Linked DNA regions of Mus musculus: regions 1 and 2 are each linked to region 3. The links are chromatin contacts, called in public Hi-C and promoter capture Hi-C maps. All regions are on one chromosome and are shown on one strand. The core of a region is the stretch at or near the end of the contact, and the rest is flanking DNA. Distances in the headings are between cores, read along the strand shown.

The links. A called contact is a pair of places that touch in the nucleus more often than the background predicts. Capture Hi-C pulls out chosen DNA fragments and counts their contacts.
Region 1: a Hi-C map of the N1E-115 cell line shows a contact between it and region 3, with 3 times the contacts expected there. The contact joins two enhancer-like sites. A contact is called at or near these places in 6 of 484 Hi-C or Micro-C datasets (the C2C12 cell line, the HL-1 cell line, MC3T3-E1-derived osteoblasts and 3 more), 7 of 115 datasets of contacts at active chromatin or transcription factors (the NIH/3T3 cell line, craniofacial prominence, embryonic limb bud and 3 more) and 2 of 9 other capture datasets (adipose tissue and pancreatic islet).
Region 2: a promoter capture Hi-C map of adipose tissue shows a contact between it and region 3. The contact joins two enhancer-like sites. A contact is called at or near these places in 2 of 484 Hi-C or Micro-C datasets (the N1E-115 cell line and uterus), 2 of 115 datasets of contacts at active chromatin or transcription factors (embryonic limb bud and pancreatic cancer cells) and 1 of 9 other capture datasets (adipose tissue).

Annotation. Positions count from the first base shown.
Region 1 is chr2:4,456,526-4,460,269 of GRCm38.p6, reverse strand. All of the region lies in intron 2 of Frmd4a (FERM domain containing 4A), which reads right to left. Among named protein-coding and RNA genes, the nearest start is that of Gm39751, 55 kb to the left of the region's middle. Within about 2 kb of position 1,824, at least 5 of the 459 cell types and tissues checked have an H3K27ac peak or open chromatin away from gene starts, as enhancers often do. A contact at or near this core is called in the N1E-115 cell line and microglia, where this site is marked.
Region 2 is chr2:4,553,853-4,557,672 of GRCm38.p6, reverse strand. The region is part of intron 11 of Frmd4a (FERM domain containing 4A); the gene reads right to left. Among named protein-coding and RNA genes, the nearest start is that of Gm13179, 39 kb to the left of the region's middle. RefSeq lists an enhancer at 1-1,529. Within about 2 kb of position 2,317, at least 88 of the 459 cell types and tissues checked have an H3K27ac peak or open chromatin away from gene starts, as enhancers often do. A contact at or near this core is called in the N1E-115 cell line and adipose tissue, where this site is marked.
Region 3 is chr2:4,315,604-4,318,942 of GRCm38.p6, reverse strand. All of the region lies in intron 1 of Frmd4a (FERM domain containing 4A), which reads right to left. Among named protein-coding and RNA genes, the nearest start is that of Gm23691, 64 kb to the left of the region's middle. Within about 2 kb of position 1,717, at least 66 of the 459 cell types and tissues checked have an H3K27ac peak or open chromatin away from gene starts, as enhancers often do. A contact at or near this core is called in the N1E-115 cell line, adipose tissue and microglia, where this site is marked.

The DNA.
Region 1 (3,744 bases), core at 575-3,074, 140 kb before region 3:
TGACTATGGAGATGCTGAACTGAGTTTAACCTTGGCAGTTCAAGCTTCATCTTCTGCCACTATCTCATCCACTGCTTCTACTTTTCCTCTTTAAAAGATGTGTGGGGGTGGGGAAGGGGGTTATCAAGATGGCTCAGTGGTTAAGAGAGCTTACTGCTTTCCCAGAGGACCTGGATTTGGTTCCCAGCATCTACACGAGGTGACTCTGATACTCCCTGGCCTCTGTGGGCAGGACAGTAAACTTACACAGGTTCACATACAAATACTAACTAACTAATTGTTTTCTGTTTTTTTGTTTGCTTTTTTAAGATGCCTGGGTTTGGGAGATGGCTCTGTTGGTAAAACGCCAGTTAAATATGGAAACCTGAGATGGAACCTTAGCGCATATACAAAATGGTGTGATGATATGTTTCTGTGATCCTAGTACTGGGAAAGTGGAGAAAAAAAGATCTATGGAGCTTACACATGTGCAAATAGACCTTCATATACCAGATATGTACACACACATGTAACACACATACCTAACATACACATGCACATATAAGCACACACATACATAACACACATGCACATAAAAGCATGCACATGCCTGCACATACACACACACACACACACACACATTGCTCTGCATATTTGATGCTACCCTTATCTTGTGCTATGAAGAATACAGAATACAGATGTCTTCTTTGGATGTAAACCTGCTCACATCTTTATGTTCCCTGGAAGATGAAGTTAAGCCCTCTAAGACCAAAGAACATATTAGAGGATTATTGCACTTCTCCTGGGCCAGTAGCCAGTGGCCACCAGGAGTCATTCAAACTGGAAGTCCTCATGATATTGCACACTGAATTATAATCTAACAGGCATTAGAAGCTGCTTTTGCAGAAAAGGACTCGCTCCTTGCTTGGCACAAACCTGGACTTTCTCCCTTCACTTTGCATGGCTCCTTTACTTTGGGCCACTTGTTCACCTGTGGACATAGGCTTATTAATCCTTGTGTGTCCAGAACCTATCTGCCTCCCACCCAGGCCAATGACACAGATACCAGAGAAGCAGAGACATTTTTCTATCAGATTACTAGAAAGTTAGGTTCTGCATCTCTATGAGGCACCTGCAAATCTCCAATTCATTCCACACCTTAATTTCTAGGAACAGCCAGGCCTCTCAGGAGGGACCATGACACGTATGAGGGCGGTTGTTCATGATAACATGGCTGCGTCTCGGAGCATGAGCATACAACTGAGTATCAGCATGAGACCACCTTATGGACCAGAACCGAGGCTGTGATTAGCTAAACCATTCTGCACCAGGACTGCTACATTATACTTTCCTATTTCCCCTGCCCCATTTCCCCCTCTATTTAAATCCAAGGCTCATGTCAGTACCCCACAGATAGACTTAGGGTAACTGTACTCTTCTCTCAGGTCCTCTCTGCAGACTTAGAAGAGAGAGATTGATTGATTAAGCCTCTTTCTCTGCTTTTCACCATCACTAATCTCTTTAATTGGCATATTGGGCTGGGAGAGCCACATCTAGTCTCTCGGGGCTGTCCAAGCTCCGGCTTTTACCCCGAAGCTCTGATAATTATTCCATTTGCTTTATTCACAGGGAATTGTAGAAGAGGGCATTGTCCCAGAATCAGGGAACAGCCACTGAAACTGGAGTCTTGAAATTGGTTCTCCATGGCACATGTGGAAGTCTTTGACGAGGCCAAGGTGTTTGCATGGTCACTGTCATATGTTATGACAGCTAGAAGTGTCCAGGAGTTAAGGGTTATTAGAGGGTGTACGTTGCAAAGGCGTGGAGATGAAGAATAAAGGGGAAATTGTTTTTGCTACACTGCCTCCTAATGGACGGAAGGGTCTCTGTGTACTTGGTGTCCTTTGCCTAGCATATGGCTAGTGTCCAGAGATTGTGGCTTTATTGCTACCATTTTGATAAGAGACACTTGCCTTGCAGTATACTGCTGGTGAGAAGTAGAGGTTTGGAGGGGGACTATAAATAATATAGGAGTGAATCCTCTTAAAACAACAACAACAACAACTTTCCTTAAACAAACAAACAAACAAATAAACCTGGGCTACGTGTGATCCAGACCACGGGGCTCCAAAACCCAACTGTGAAGTTTATGCTGATTGGTTACTAGACATTGGAACACCAATATTTACCTCTTAAAGTTTTAGGGACAATAAATGGCCACCTACTAGGTCATCAGTAAAAATGGCCTCATCTTTCTTCTTCAACCAGAGACTGAATCCCTGTAAGATCCCTCAGCCCCTTATTGCTCTGACAAAGGACTTATCTATCACAGCCTAAGTCCTCTTTTCATGAACTGTCATCCTCTGCTGGAAATCCCGACAGTAAGGAGAACAGAAAGCAGACAGCTTCCTTTGGACCAGAACATCCTCCTGTAGCCTGGCCCTAAATAGCACCCACCCCTCGCCTGTAATCTGTAGAATATCTGCCCCATCCACTGTAGAAACACATTATCACACTGCCTACTGCTTCTGTAGAACTAAAATTATGCTCATAGGCTAGGGAGATGGAGAGAAGGAGGGAGGGAGGGAGGGAGGGAGGGAGGGAGGGAGGGAAGGAGGGAGGGAGGGAAGGAGGGAGGGAGACATAGACACAGACACAGAGAGACAGAGACAGACACAGATAGAAAGATACACACAGAGAGACAGAGACACAGAGACAGACTCTCTCTAGCTCCAGCAATATGCCTGGAGACTCTGCATGGCTTTTCCATGTTTATCAGCATTTTAATTTGGAAGGTCCCCAAGTGCCCTCCTGTGGCTCTTCCCTGTGGGTAGCTCTTGCTGCTTGCTGGCAGGTATCTGCTGCCTGCACTGGGGAGATGCATTCTGCTCTGCTGCTGATGTCACTTTCAATACAAGTAAGAATGCATTCTCACCAGGGCAGGAGGATAATGAAAAAGTCCACAAGTACTGGATCCCGGGAGCCTAGGAAGGGAGGGCCAATTTAAGACTGAACAAATATTTACTCCTGAAAAAGTTTTGTGAAAATGACCCCCCCCACACGCCATTCCCCAACTATATAAAAGGCAACCGAAACTTCCTGCTGCGTTCCGATATGCTAAAGGGGCCTAGCAGATGACGGAAGACTGCATACCATAGCACATCTTGAAGCAAGCTTGTAGACAATCACAACACTGATTGGTGAGACCTGGTGTCAGATATTTACATTAGTGGCTTTGGCCCGATTTCAGCAATCTCCTTGTGCTTGGGTAAAATCTATTTCTTGTGGGGTTCAGTGTGTAAAGTACTTGCTTTGCAAGCATGAGGACCGGAGTTCAGATGTTGAGCATCTACTTAAAAGCTGGGTGGTTGTGCTGCCACGCCTGTATCCCACAGTGCATGAGAGGCCAAGACGGAAAAGCCCTGGAGGGAACTAGCTAGCCAGACTTAGCCAGAAGAGTGAGCTCATCCCAGCAACGAGAGAAACTGAGGAAAACACCGGATGTCAACACTGGGCCTCCACATGTGATTGTGTGTCTCTGCATATGTTTGCCCCCACACATGTGAACACACATATACACACTCATACACATAAATATGCAAACATTTTTATTATTTTCCTACACCCTATTAATTTCTAAAAAAAAAAAAAAGTACAGGAGGCTCACAGAATTTAAAATAGTATAAAATAGGGAGACGGAGACCATAAGGCGAAGTTCTTCCAACATGGTCAAGATAAATTTCTATCGTTTCTCATTATCTATGC
Region 2 (3,820 bases), core at 1,068-3,567, 240 kb before region 3:
TGTCTGCCAAAGGCCCAAATAGAACCATCTGGGCGTGCTGCAGCCCCTCATCTTTAGCCAGGGTGGCTGTCCAGGGAAAGGGGTGGGGCTTCCACTTCAGTGCTGCTCTGAAGGGTGAACACTGGAGTCATGGCTCTCAGGGTGTGTCCACAGGGTAATGCATTTTCTGTAGAAAATTTCGTAGCTGGGACAAAGCAATAGAGTCCCTGATAGCTGTTTTAGCACAACTTTATTTTGGTTTTTATTTTGCAAAGTAAATACTGAGAAGGAAAGCTGGGAGTAGACAGTTTTTCTAGATTAGAAAACCTTCTAATCTTCTTGGGGACATCGGAAGTGTCCTGCAGAACTGGATGAGGATAGGCAGGCAGGCAACAACACTGGCTACTGATTTTTTTTTTTTTCTCACTTAGGAGAGGGGTGGAGCTAGGGACCCATCCAGCTGCTCGAGGTTGGGGGAAGCAGGAACTAGAAGGCTGAAGGGGTGGAGAGGGCAGAGACAGCTGCTGCTGGCAGGAAAGGCTGGATGTCATTTAAGCTAAAGGCACTCTGCTCTTCATGGGGGTCTGGGGCATTTTTGTTCATATGACGTTAAAGCCCCTGGCTGCTGGACACTCAGTTTTAAGGCTGGCATTGCAAAACGAACCAACCAACCAAAACCAAAAATCCAAAACAAAACAAAACAAAAGCAACCAAACAGACCAATAAAAACCGACAATATGGAGAGAGGCAAAGGGGAGATGTCCAGTTTCCTGTTTTCCTGTAAATATCGGGGGATGAGCTCTCACTCTGCTGGTACTGCACCATCCCTGGGGGCTGCTCAGGAGGAGCCCCCATGCCCTGGTTTGCAGAGACGACAACCCATCCCTGGCACTATGATTTGGGATGTGTCATAAAGACACACCAGACAGTCGTGGCAATGACTGGGCTAGCTCCCTAAAGACTTCAGCTACTTCTATGCCCAACAATCTAATTATAAACTCAACTATGTGGTCCTATCAATAATCAGAGTTTCTACTGATCAATACCTGTTAAATCAGGGCATTTTGGCTATGCATCTCCACAAATCCCCACAGACACTTTTGTTTCCTTGCTCACTGAGCAGCCCCCTCCCTGCCCTTTGTGAAGAAAAACTGCAAATTTTCTTGAGGGTGAAGGAAAAGAAACAAGGCACACAAGAAGTGAGGGGAAACTGCCTCGGGCCACACAACTGGTTTCCGAAGGAACCAGAAATAGAAGTCCAAGGCACCTGGTCCATTACTCCAGCTGCTAATTATGCTGCGTTCCCGGGACCCCGCCAATTAGCGAGAACAGCTCTCACTCACTGATGCGTGGTTAACTTTACAAGTGGAGTGCTTTCTCACAAAGGAGCAACCAGGCGGCGGCTGTGAGAAAGGGGCTTCCAGCCAGGCTTGTTCTCCCAGACATGATCACTCTGCTTTGCTTTCACACTATAAATATAATAATAATACGAATAATACATGTGTCCTCCTTTCTTGTAGATCTACCTTCATCCAGGCTCTACAGAGCACCTGCCTCAACACTCAGCAGCCTCAGTCAGAGACTAAGAGACGACAATAGTCTTAGTTATGAATGGACGTGGGGATATAACAATAGCCTTAGTTATGACTGGAGCTTGCGTAGGAAATAAAAGCGTTAACCTAGCATGGTGGCTCTTGCTTGTGAGCCCATCACTCAGAAGGCTGAGGCAAGAGGATCAGCCTCAGATACTATCAAGTCCCTGTCTCTGATAATAAGGATTGTGGTAATTGTACGAGTTAAGAGGTTTCTAAAGATGGCTTAGAGGAACCATCAGGAAGGGGTTTTACTAAACCAGTGTTTGCTACCATCATTGGAACCCCAATGGTCCCAGATAAGGGCTCTCAGCCTTTGACCTAGGCTTCCTAGGGTCACAGGTCCTCTACTGTCTCATTCTGGTCCCAAGTGCCCTCATGTATAAAACCAAGAAGGGAAACATTTATCCATGGAGAGCAAACAAAAGTGGCTAATAACTATTGTCTTTGGGCCCTGAATATGACAAGGTGCTCTATAAATCCTTAATGAGCAGGGGCCTCCCAGACCCTGGCTCCAATTAGTCCACTAGATTCACACATCCTGTGCATGGCTGAGGACGAGGCCTCGGCTCCACTGGACTTCCTCTCCAGCCAGCACTTGTGAAGCATTGTGGGCTGGCATGTGGAGTAGGCGGCAGGCTGTCAGGATGGTGTAGAAATAACGACTTGAGAGGAAGCCCAGCCTAATGGCTCTGATTCTCCACCAGGACTTTAGGGAGCCTTGTCTTCCTCCTGTCCCCGAGGCTGAGTCATAGAGCCCCTAAATGACCTCCCTGTGAGTAACTTCCTGCTTCATCCAGAGGGACCATTATACAGAATCCAATCAGCCATCTGGATCGCGTCCTCCTTTCCCAGATGAAGTTGCTCTGGTGGGCAGAGACTCAGAGCCGCCAGAGGTTAAGTATGTGATTGATGTTGGGACCTGGCTTGTGACTTCTTGTCCTGGTCTTTTTCTATTGTGCCACAAAGCCCCAGTGAAGAGCAAGAACAATGATGCTTCAGATCCTAGAGAGACTAGCTTTGGCCATCTGATGGCACATGATGTTGCGTACATTCCAAACACGCCCAAGTTCTCAAAGAGGAGGACACATATAGTAATGGTCCCCAAGCACAGAACAAGACAGAAAGACAAAAACAAAACAACAAAATAAAAAACAAAAACAAACCCCACTTCCTAATTTCACTTCTGCTCTTTCCTGAGACACCATCACACATGACTCCCTGCGTTTATCTTTCTATCAGGACATTAAAAAAATGAGGCATCAAATAGAGGTGCCACAGAAAATTCCCAATGTCGTGCATGCAGGGGACTTGGTCTCGTGCATCCCGGGAATGTATGGGAGAAGACAGAAGCAGGCATCCGAATGAGGAAGAAGAGTTGGGACTTTGTGTCCATTTTAAATATGGACACAAATACTTTTGTAGGCGTCCAATATGGTTTACTCTATTTATAAAGAAAAGAGAGGCAGAGGTATTGTGGTCGACCACAGATCTCCATCTAATCTAAGCTCTTTTATCCACTGGCATTTGTGGATGTCTGCTTGGTACTGGCTATGCTCCTGGGCAAGAGGAAGAACACGACACCCAGCGTGTATTTTTTTTAAGACTTATTTATTTATTATATGTGTGTACACTGTAGCTGTCTTCAGACACTCCAGAAGAGGGCATCAGATTTTTGTTACAGATGGTTGTGAGCCACATGTGGTTGCTGGGATCTGAACTCGGGACCTTTGGAAGAGCAGTTGATGCTCTTAACCACTGAGCCATCTCACCAGCCCCCAGCATGTATTTCTACAGCTATCCCTTCACCCCACAGTGTATGCGTCTGCTCGTCCTTCCGCCCAGGGGTTGAAAATATTTGAAAAAAATTATATGGACTGAACACTGTTTTTTTGTTTTTTGTTTTTGTTATTTTAAATCTTGTCACTATTCCCAAATGGATATCATACCATAACTACTTCCATAGCATTTCTACTGAATTAAGCACTACAAACCTGATAGACATGAGTTAAAGTATTTGGGAACCTGAACATGTTGGCTTCCATCTATAATCCTAGTACTCAAAGGGCTGAGGCAGAAGATTGTTGGCAGTTTGAATCCAGATTAGGATGCACAGTGTAGAGAGTCCCAGGCCAGGCTCAGTTAAACAGTGAAACCCTGCTTCTAGAACTGAAAGAAGTGAAAGTATAGAGACAATCATAATGGGTCATAGGCAAATACTGCATTATTTTATGTAAGGGGTTTACTAA
Region 3 (3,339 bases), core at 468-2,967:
CTCCTCTTCTTCTTCTTCTTCTTCTTCTTCTTCTTCTTCTTCTTCTTCTTCTTCTTCTTCTTCTTCTTCTTCTTCTTCCTCTTCCTTCTTCTTCTTTTTTTCGAGACAGGGTTTCTCTGTGTAGCCCTGGCTGTCCTGGAACTCATTTTGTGGACCAGGCTGGCTTCAAACTCACAGATACCTGCCTCTCTCCTAGGTGCTGGAACTAAAGGCATGTGCCAGCACACCTGGCTTATTTGTGTTACATTCCTGCCTTTACAGTCGTCACTCACTTTTTTTGGGGGTTTTTCGAGACAGGGTTTCTCTGTGTAGCCCTGGCTGTCCTGGAACTCACTTTGTAGACCAGGCTGGCCTCGAACTCAGAAATCTGCCTGTCTCTGCCTCCCAAGTGCTGAGATTAAAGGCATGTGCCACCACCGCCCGGCTAAAGTGGCTTCTTAATGATATCATATTCTGGTCTATAGGATGCTCAACATTAGCAATGAAGCCATAAAAGGACAGTGAGTGAGTCATTCTCTCCTTTGTCCACATGGACTGGAGGACTCCAGGCCAGAACACTGAGATGAACATTTCAACTGTTTTGGCAGGAGTGATTCATCCATGGGTCACAGACTCATCTATCCCTTGACTCTTGTCCCTGACCACAAGGAAACCACAGCCTTATACACCCAGTTCTTTATCTCTGAGCTCAAAGAACACAAATGTTGCTGATCAGGGGACCCGACTTCCTGTCATTAAGGAGGACATCCTACCACTTAACAGCAAGATCCTAAGCCAAGCCAAAAGCCTGATGATTTGGGCGTTTGATTCCCACCTACAATTAACTAGGTCACAGCTGTAAGGAAAGAGGAAAAAAGAATTACACCCTAAAGCAAGAGGACTTACTGTCATCTGTGACTGCAAAACAAACACTTAGGGCTTCCCTTCCCCTCCTCTCCATGCAACAAAAACAAGTATATTGGGGACAGGATAAAAAAATGATATGGAAAGACTATGGAAATGTCTCAGAGGGTAAGAGTGCTTGCCGTGTATGCATAAGGACCTGCGTTCAGACAAATTCCCAGCACACGCATAGAAGCGGGGATCTGAGTGTCTCCAATTGAGAGTTGGAGGACAGAGACCACGAAATCTCAGCCAGCCATGAATCCAGCCAGCTCAGTTGAAATGGAGAGCTTCAGTCTCAGGGAGAGACCATCTTAGGGAATAAAGGGGAGCCTCACAAAGCAGAACAACCAATGTCCATCTGAATTCTGTGCACATGCTAAGACGTGTACACACACACAGAGGCACACATGCACATTCACACATACACACAAGCATACAAGCACGCATGCATGCACGCAGTTAGGAGCTAACGTGACAGCTTGCTAATGTGTAGTCTCAAGCCTACTTATTTGGTATTTGTTCAATATACAGAGGAGATGAATATATGCAAGCACAGTCTGCTTCTAATCTGTGTTGAGGACTTCTGTAAGATTAGACAGAATCTGGAAAGATCCACGATTGCTTTTGAAAATTCCGGAGTTTTCTGGGCTTTAGATGGTTTAGGTCTGTATGGTTCCCTCCTACTTTGGCTCATAGGAATGTCTCCTAGACCTTGGTGGGCACTAGAGAGGGAGGGAACACTCTTAAGTGTCCACAGTATCCAAGGAAGTAATGCATTTCAGAAAGGGCCACCTCAGTGTGCTGAGTCCCTTCTGGTTACCTATGACCACCAACCAGCATCGTGGATTTTATTTGTCATGGGGTGAGTTACACAGTTGCTACTGATCTCATCCTGAATGGTCATATAAGCTAGTCATAGTAAAGATAATTATTGATAGTTGATGGAGAGAGAGAGAGAGAGAGAGAGAGAGAGAAAGAGAGAGAGAGAGAGAGAACAATGATTTATGTGTGATATTTGAGACCTTGACCACTTTAAAGCATCGTCTGTAATCCCCAGCCTACTTGGGAACCTGTGAGAAATCTGTGTTTGACAAGATCCCAAGTGACTCCTTCATACATAGAAAACACTGCTTACCATAGCAGCCTAGGGTAATGACTTTCAGAAACTTTGCTTTTAGCTATGACAATCTCTGCCCCCACCCCCAAGTAACTTTAGTAGAGATAGATCTCACAAGCACAGGGGGCAGGGGTCTGAGTCTTTTCTGCCCCCTAGTGGCATATCCATCTCCACCAGTTCTTCCAGTACTCTGCTGCTCTGGGGGTGTTACGGGCCCCATAGGTCCTTCCTCCTTCATCTCCCCTCTCTCCCTCTGCTCTGGGGGTGTTACGGGCCCCATAGGCCCTTCCTCCTTCATCTCCCCTCTCTCCCTCCTTCCCTCCACTCCTCCCTCCCTCCCTTCCCTTGAGTCATGCAGGTGATAGAACACATGGACTCAAGCATGCTAGACAAACGTTCTATCAGTGACCCACACCTCAGCATCAAAATTAGATTTGCATCCCCAGTAATAAATAAATATGTGAACACACAAATACCTAAGTAAATAGGGCCAACCAATCAGACATATGAAACAAAGAGTTCAAGTTCAGATTCCAGGAACAGATATGGGGGGATGGGTAAGAAAACAAACAGGGAAGGAAGGCCCTTAATATATAGAAAATATAAAATAAAGAGACCGAGAAATGGAAGTGGCCCCACAGTGAATATCATAGAGAGAACACAGGACAGCAGTTATGTTACATTGGGGTTTTAGCTCGACAACCACGAGATACATGAAAACATCCATGTTTATCATAAATTAAACTCTATGCATGTGTATATGTTGCTGGGACTGAACGAACACAGGGCCTCATGCACACGACGCAAGTGCTCAGCCACTGAGCCACCTCCCCAGCCCTCTGTCTGCCTTTTAAATGTGGAGGCAGACTCTCACTAAGTTGCCCAGGCTAGCCTTGCACTGATTCTAACCCAGGTGATCCTCCTGCCTCAGCCTCTAGAGTAGACGGGACTGTAGGCCTACATCTTTAGGCTGCATTGCCACTGTAATTTGAAGATCTGCTTACTCTTGCGGTCCACTCCTCTATGAAGGATACTTTCTCAGTAGCTTCAGCATCAAGGGACATTCCAGTGTCAACTCACCCCAGATCCCTTCTGGGGAGCTCTCTGGATTCAGATTGTCTGGACTTGAACTCGAGGCTGGCCCATGTAACCCTGGAAAATTACCCTTCATAATTTTCTTTGTGCATGAATTTACTGCTGGCCATGTTCTTGAAGGCATGAGACAGAATCAGTCTGAAGGTATATGGGTCAGAAGGAGGTGAGGGAGACAGGGACACAGTGAGTGACAAGCCATTGGGGTGGTATTGTACCTACTCTAAGGGGACACCCTTACTGTG